Linked DNA regions of Hordeum vulgare: region 1 is linked to region 2. The links are chromatin contacts, called in public Hi-C maps. All regions are on one chromosome and are shown on one strand. The core of a region is the stretch at or near the end of the contact, and the rest is flanking DNA. Distances in the headings are between cores, read along the strand shown. Region 1 holds the start of LOC123407783 (zinc finger CCCH domain-containing protein 45). Region 2 has its middle 12 kb from the start of LOC123412954.

The links. A called contact is a pair of places that touch in the nucleus more often than the background predicts.
Region 1: a contact with region 2 is called in a Hi-C map of seedling, with 2.2 times the contacts expected there. The contact joins the promoter of LOC123407783 here to the enhancer-like site in region 2. A contact is called at or near these places in 2 of 6 Hi-C or Micro-C datasets (leaf and seedling).

What each region holds. Positions count from the first base shown.
Region 1 is chr7H:592,291,737-592,295,990 of MorexV3_pseudomolecules_assembly, reverse strand. LOC123407783 (zinc finger CCCH domain-containing protein 45) reads left to right here and starts at 2,731. Exons shown (of 7, transcript XM_045101000.1): 1 at 2,731-3,143; 2 at 3,708-4,121. The coding sequence starts at 2,794.
Region 2 is chr7H:592,166,448-592,170,370 of MorexV3_pseudomolecules_assembly, reverse strand. No RefSeq gene overlaps it. Among protein-coding and RNA genes, the nearest start is that of LOC123412954, 12 kb to the right of the region's middle. Within about 2 kb of position 1,325, at least 2 of the 3 cell types and tissues checked have open chromatin away from gene starts, as enhancers often do. A contact at or near this core is called in seedling, where this site is marked.

The DNA of each region.
Region 1 (4,254 bases), core at 1,482-3,981, 120 kb before region 2:
CCGACTTTGCCGTTTGTCACCGCTGCAGCAACCCCATCGTCGAAGCAGTCGACCTTGCTGCCGCCGACTTCGCCGCCAGGCACCGCTACTGCAACCCCGTGGTCACAACAGCCAGCGTTGCTGTAGCCGGATCGCCGTCGTCTACCGGTGCCGCAACCCCACGTCGCAACAGCCCGCGTTGCTGCAGCCGGTTGCCGCCGAACACCGCTGCAACTACCTCATCGCAACACCGGTGCTTGCTCTCCATACCCGTCACTGACCTCACAACATCTCGTCGTAGTACTTCTTCGAAGGACGTTGCTACATCGCCGGCTCGTCGGAGTGCGGCCCGTAGCTTGCAGCACAATGGGGTCCCTACTCCCTACAGCTCCACCTCCAAGAATGGCACAGCCTCTCGCAGCGTGGCTTGAAACCTCACTGGTGTCGTGGGATTTGATTAACCGGTTGTGAGGAAGAGGGAGAGCTCGCATCTTCATGGAAGCCACAAGAGATAAGGAAGGAGATGAGCAAGTGGGGAGGAGATATGGATGCACAGCGGGCTCGTGGGTGGGTTCCACAGGACCCGTGTCACATAGACAGGGTGGCTGTCTATGTTAAAAATACACCTTTTTTCGGTTGAAAACAGAGATCACGGATATGAAAGATCGGACGGCTCAAAAGAAACAGAGTTCACGTATACTCCTGCTGCCAAACGTTGAAAGCCTTCTCTAGTCGAAAGAGAGAGAAAAAAGAGATTTTCCAAACCCTAACATCTCCTCATGGACGACGGGGGCGACGACGGCGGCCTCAACTTCGATTTCGAGGGCGGTGTCGACACGGGCCCAACGGTGGACGGGCTAGCACCGTCCTCGACCGACGCCAGCACGACCAGCAACGGCGGTGCGGATGGGGGTGGGCACGGGTGAGGCCGCGGGCACGACAGCTATAGGTAGACAGTGTGCCGACAGTGCCAATGTGCGTCATCCATGATTTAATATAGGATTAAAGCAATATGTAGATTCTTAGAGTTTGTGCTTAGGGAGGAAACCGACCATTCACCCCCACCTCATTGGATTGGTCCCCCCCCCTCTCAACGTATATGTCCCTCCTTATATCTTAGGGTGTCGTTAGGGTTTAGGTTTTATTCAGTTATAAATAAGTCCGCCATCGTTACGACTTTTTGTAATCTGGCATGTTCAACAACTTCCGATGAACTTTTTATCGGATCCCAGCACAATCGATCTTCAACCATATATGCAATATTTAGATTGATATTTATGATTCTTGCTTGTTCTTGTTTGCACGCATGGATATGACCTTCACGCTCAAATTGACTATGCCATCTGCATCATGAGTAGCAAAGAGGAGATTGATGTAACGATTCCCAAAACATATAACCTAAGTGTGTGGTGTTGTCGGGTCCTCGAGGTCATTTTTTGCTCAAGTGAACAGAGTGCCTCTCATTGAAAGATATGGTACCGTAGCACACATCAGGGCTTTTTTTAGTGAACACTCTACATTGATTTTTCATTTATGTATGGCTTGTTAATTATGGCAATTTGATTGCTCTTTTGTTGACTTGGTTTGATTTTAACATTTGTACCATGTATGCTAGTAGGATCTTGTGCAACCTTATACATACATTAAATAATTGTCTCAACGATGGCGCTCTTCTTGGACAATTTGAGCTTGGCTTTCGTAAGACCCCTTATTGCTCGAATGCTTACAACCGTATAAAGGGTCGGAGGGACCTTTCTCAACTATTTTTTCTCTACATAAAGATGGTGTCCTCATCCTTCGTGACATGAGCTCTTCCTCCGCCGGCCCTTCTCCACCGCACTTTGTCAGAGAGAAAGGATGTTGCAATTGTATTGCGTACGAATGAAAGACATTGTGTGCAGGAGTTTGATATCGTAATGATGTAATTCAGGATTTGACCTTTGTGCTCAAGCTGCCTATGCCATCTACATCATCGGTAACAAAGAGAAGGTTGGTTTAACAATTGCCAAGACACACTAGCCAAGTGTTTGGCGTTTGTCAGGTCGTCAAGGTCACTTTTCGCTTAAATCATAGGAGTCCCCCCATCTAAAGATATGGGAGATAGGGCTACCATAACACACAACAGGGCTTACTTTTTACTAGACATTCTACATTGTTTTTATTTATGTATGGCTTGTTGACTTGGTTTGATTTTAACATTTTTATCATATATGACCTCGTGCACTCATATTAAATAATTTTTTCAACACAAAGGGTTTTTTACACAATGTCTTTGAGTTTTTTTCACAAGATTCTTAATTGCTCGAATGCTTGCAACTATATAAACGGTTGAAGGAATCTTTCACGAGCTTTTCGACCTTTTCTTCTCTACAAAAATTTGTTGTTCTCCTCCTCCACGTCAATAGCTCTTCCTCTGCTCCTCCGCCGCCCCTTCTCTACCGAAGAAGGATGTTGCAATTGTATTACGTACGGACGAATAAACATTGTGTGCATGTGTTTGATGTCGTGATGATGAAAGATTCATATTATCACCTTATAAAATGATTATTAATGATAGTAGATACGACAGGTTGATCAAAAATATCTTTTAAGCGATATTTGTATTTGGTATGGGCATAATACTAGTTGAAAATATCGCCTACCACGCCTTAAAAAAATACGCCTTTTTCGGTGGAAAACAGAGATCACGGATATGAAAGATCGGACGGCCCAGAAGAAGCAGAGTTCACGGATACTCCTGCTGCCAAACTCTGAAACCCTTCTCGAGTCGAAAGAGGGAGAGAAAAGAGATTGCCCAAACCCTAACCTCTCCTCATGGACGACGGCGACGGCGACGGCGGCCTCAGCTTCGATTTCGAGGGCGGCCTCGACACGGGCCCAGCGGCGGGAGGGCTAGCGCCGTCCTCGGCCGACGCCGGCGGGACCGGCGGCGGCGGCCCGGATGGGGGTGGGCACGGGCGAGGCCGCGGGCGCGGAAGCTACAGGCAGACGGTGTGCCGGCACTGGCTGCGGGGGCTGTGCATGAAGGGCGACGCGTGCGGGTTCCTGCACCAGTTCGACAAGGCCCGCATGCCCGTGTGCCGCTTCTTCCGCGACTACGGCGAGTGCCGCGAGCCGGATTGCGCCTACAAGCACTCGTACGACGACGTCAAGGAGTGCAACATGTGAGATCCCTAATCCGCTCCGATCCGCCCAAAGCTCTGTTTTTTTTTAAAATTTGGTCGGGAGGTAGTTAATTTCAGTCATACTGATGGGTTTCTTCTAGCTCTTGGAGACGCATGACTGGTCAATTTTGGTCAGATTTGGCGATTGCGATTTGTTAAATTGGGAATCTACCTACTTGGGTGCTCATTTCATTTGTTGATTGAGGAATTTAGGCTTTGATGAAGATTGCTGTGACCAATATCCGTGGACCAGTCTTCAATTGTTATCCTGTAATTCAGTTCAGTCTGAGTGAATTTAGTGTCTACAATGGGTTTTTGGTTGCTGCTGGTTGAACCTGATGACAGCATACATATGTCGAAACACATTGTACATGAAGTTGGTTGCAACAGAGAATGACCTGGTATAACTTGTAGACCATGGGCGATGCAAGATACTAAATCAAATGTACTGTGACACTAATTATCTGTTTTTGCGTAGTCATAGTGTATTGTTTAAATGTAAAGAAATGAGTCTTTATGGGCATCCAGCGAGTCTGACGTTGTGTATATCATGGTCGTTTGCAGGTATAAGATGGGATTTTGCCCTAATGGCCCAAATTGCCGGTACAAGCATGTCAAGTTACCTGGACCACCACCTCCTGTTGAGGAAGTTCTCGCGAAGATTTTGCAGATGCGGTCTTCCAATTTCAACAAGTTTAATCAGCACAGGAACAATAATTATAATCAGCAGGGGGACAGGCCTCGACCTCCACCTGCTTCAGGCTTACCTAACCAAAATTCGACAGACAATGCCACTGCTTCAGCAATGCAACCAGCTGCCGGGCAACAAGCTCAAACAATGAATCAACAGCCCCAACAGAAGCAGCAGCAGGTGCAGCAGCAGAAGCCAAATACAAATGACCAGGTTCAAGGTGTTCCAAATGGCTCCTCTAATCAACCCACCAGACTTGCAACACCCCTTCCGCAAGGGTCATCTAGGTGTGTGTGGAGTTTCTAGTCAATCTTGTAAAGCTTTTAGCATACAATGTGAAAACAATATACATAGTTTCAGTTCCCATAGCATATATATCATAAAATAGACACATTATGTTATATGTTCTGACATTTGATA
Region 2 (3,923 bases), core at 76-2,575:
CCCATAAAGAAGAGAGAAAGAAATCTCAGGATATCTGCTGCTAGGTGAATTATACTCCCTCCATTCTTAAATATAAGTCTTTTTAAAGATTGCACTAGTGGAATACATACGGATGTATATAGACATATTTTAAAATATAGATTCATTCATTTTGCTCTGTATGTAGACCACTAGTCAAATCTTTTAAAAGACCTATATTTAGAAACAGATGAAGTAGATTATAGATAAGCAAGAATCCTGTGGCGGGGAGGGTCTCGTAGCTTTTGCTTTGATGGACTTGACGGGGCGCCATCAGGATCAGCACTACGGCCGCTCTAGTCACCACCAGAACCCTAGCCATAGGGAATTGCCATGCCATCATCATTTCCCCCGAGAGGGAGGCCCACCTCCTAGCCTCCTACCACTACTACAACCCTGACGAACTGAAATAACTAAAACAAAACCGGATGTGGATCCCACTGTTACTTTCTTATGAAAAGAAAGCCCAACCCAAAAGAAAAGAAAAGAAAAATAATCGCACGCATATAGACGACGAAGGTACTGTGCCAGAGTAGGGAATACAGTGGCATGCTTACTTGGAAAAGAAAAAGGAGGCATTCAAACTTCAAAGCGATGGCTTGGGAACTAGGAGTAGTAGAATAAGCGCTTTGCTTTGGTACTTGGTACGTACGTGTTCTTTTGGTAGTATTTCCATGCTTGGGTCCGAGCCACTTTCCCCAAGCCAGCCCCGGGAATGCCTCTGCCTCGCCGATCGTTCCATCCGTCCGTGTATGGAATTGGAATTGGAATTGGAATTGGAATTGGAATGGATGGACCGATCGCTTGTGGCCCAACCTCTCTTCTCTCACAGTCTCGCTTTGGCATCCGGCATCCACATGCATGCATGCATGGAAATGCAAATGCAAATGCTTTCGATTAGTAGAATAAAGCCAAGGTCAGCTTTGGACGAGCTTCTTCCGGTTGCATTTTAGGCCAGCATCGCGGCCGAGGAGAGTGTGCTCGTGTCCCTGTTCGGACCGCATCCATCCACGAATGTCATTGCACTTTCATACGTTTTCATCCCTGCTCGGGTCGACGTGGTGAAAACCGAGAACACTGGTGCGCTTTGCTAGTTTACGGGCATGCAAAGGGGAGATGGCGGTGGGGAGAACCAATGGCACCTACCAATACCATTTCGAGACGCTGCCCCATCCATCCATCCCCATGCAGCCCCATGGAGCAATCAATGGACCACGCATGCACTGCCCCGCCCCAATCCCAAGGGCTGCCCATGGCCCTCCCCTCCCCTCTCCTCTCCTCTCCTCTTCTATCTAGCCATCCATCCTCGGGTCTGGTGTCCTAGCTGCGTACCCACCACTCCGGATGCAAGTTCGTTTTGGCACCCTCCACACCACTGCCCAATGCAAACGGAGAAAGAAAAAGAGAAGGATGGCGTCGTGTTTGACCCTCACCCCACACAGAAGAGAAAAGAAAAGAAAAGAGGCCGTCCTTTCTTCCCCATTCTCATCGTGACGCTGCTACAGGCCACAGAGAGGGAGAGACGCCATGGACCATTCCGAGCCTGGACCATGGATGGATGGTCATGGTCCTGCGTGCCCCTATCTCTGCGCCGCCGCCCTCGCTACAGCACACGCGGGCGTCCCTTCTCGCGCCGGCCATGCCCGATTTTTATTTATCTACTGTGTCTATCTACGCCGCTGCATGCAGCTCTTGGTTCATCGTAGAAATGCATCCTCGTCGTCGTCATGATGAGGCCATGGCCGGAGAAAACGGTGACCGCGGGATTCACGCGGGCGGCGGGCGGCCTCTGACCGGCGGGGACCTGGCCCGGGAGGGCTTCAATGTGCCGTGCCTGGGGTAGGTACGGCAGTTGGTGAGGCTGGGGCCACCGACAGCCTCAGGCTATTGTTACAGTAGCGCAGCAGCAGCTAAGCTGCTCTCACTAGCCTAGCCGTAGCCCGGCCTCCATCCTACCCTGTCCTAGCCAGGGGTTGCCCGTAACATGCGGTTAATCATGCATGCACGTCAAAGCTGTGAGGAAGCGCGCGGGGCGGCCGGCGGCACGGCGTCGACGTACAGTGGCGGTAATGGGAATGGGGTCGCCGGGTGCAGGGCGGCCGGCTGGACCCTGCCCCGGATGGTCACCATCGGCATCGGCACATGTTGCTTGGACCGGCCTATGTACTACTGGTGAGACGGGCGTGGCGTCGCCGGGCACGACACGTCGGCCGGTCCGCCCGCCGCGGCGGCCGGTCCCTCACGTCCTGCCTGCCTGCATGCATGCAGGCGCGGCAGCGGTACGTGCTTCGTACGCGTAGGTCGTGGTACCGCCGCGGCGGACGGTGGGGGTCCTCACCGGCGGGGAAACACGCGCAGGAAAAAGGAAACGAAACCACTGCTTCTCGTGGTTAATTTTACTGGCAAGTGGCGCTGTTTTTTGCCTTCTTCGTGGAGAAAGTCGCCGTCGTCGTCGTGGTGTTTAAGCATGTTCTACCGGTTCCGGCTTAACGGGTTTGCTTGACAGCTGCCGCCTGGTTCCGTCGACTGTTGGGTCGTCAGACCGTTTGGTCATCTCATGTGCAGTAGGGGTGGTGTGGATTGATAATGGCGAGCATATGCCGCTTGCAGCTGTTTAAGGACGTGCACTATGGCGCTAGCACGCTCTGCGATGAATAGGCCGGGCTGTCGTGTGGCCGTGTCGACCGTCGAACTGGATCAGATGAAAGCCAAGACGGGCGGTTGATTGGGTAGTGCCACGAATCGGCTGCGTCACGTACATACGAATGAGACCGATAGGTTCGGGGTAAGAAACACACGCACGGGCACATCGCCCCCGCAGCCCGGACTGCACGATCCATGCCTACCGCCGTGCGCCTGCGTACACACACACACCTCCGCCGCTCGCTCCGGTCACCGTGCCCGCCGCGAGGCTGGAGGTAGGTACGTCCGTGTGAAACGCACGGCCGTTCGTGGACTCGAGCACAGCCAAGTACGTACGTACGTACGTACTTTGCCTCGCCGCACAGTGCCGCGCGCTTTTCCAGCCCCGCTCTGACGCTGCGTTTTGTTGACGACGGTGCCACTGCCACCGCCAACAACCCTGTCACTCATGCCTCGTTTGGTTAATGGGATTGGGAAGGTTTTAAAAGGTAGGAATTTCAGTGGATTGGGTGGTGAATTTCTTTGTTCCACCCAATCCTCTCAAATCATCGGGGTTTGCTTTCACTAGTCCCTGAGGAGGGTTTTAAAACACATGAATAGGAAGGAATTGAAGGGGAATCAAGAAGATTGGGTTAAGCAAACCCCTCTTACCAAATAGACACCCGAGGATCTATGGGACTTCTGAACCCCGATGATTTTTCTGTCAAAACCTCTCCAATCCCCCTTAACCAAACGAGGCCTCACGGTCCCGTCCGCCAGCCTGACCGCACTGGCCCGACTTGAGCCGGCCGGCTCCGCGTAGCCCGGCGTGCGGCGACGTGAGCAGCAACCATTCGTGCATGTCGGTCGACACGCCCGATCAAGCTAACTGCTCACCAGGCACCACCACCTCACGAATCTCCATGGACTGACTGAGCTCACGACACGGCTCGGAGCGGTCGAGCAGGACCTTGCACGGAATCTCTCTACCTCAGGGGCTCCTCCGCCTGACGACGGACGCACGCCACACGCAGCACATCAGCGTGACACGCGCGGGAATCATGCATGCATGATCCCAAGTTCCCAGCCTCCACGAAAACGCATGTGATCCACGCTGCTACTACTCGTACTGCTCTGCAGAGTATTCCAGCAGCATCCAATCCATGATCCACCCATGCCCGGGACAGCACAGCAGGTCCACGACCAAGACGGCAATTTATCCCTCACGAGTGGTCGATCAATACGTAACCACGAGTTCACCCCATCCCGGACATGTCGCCCGG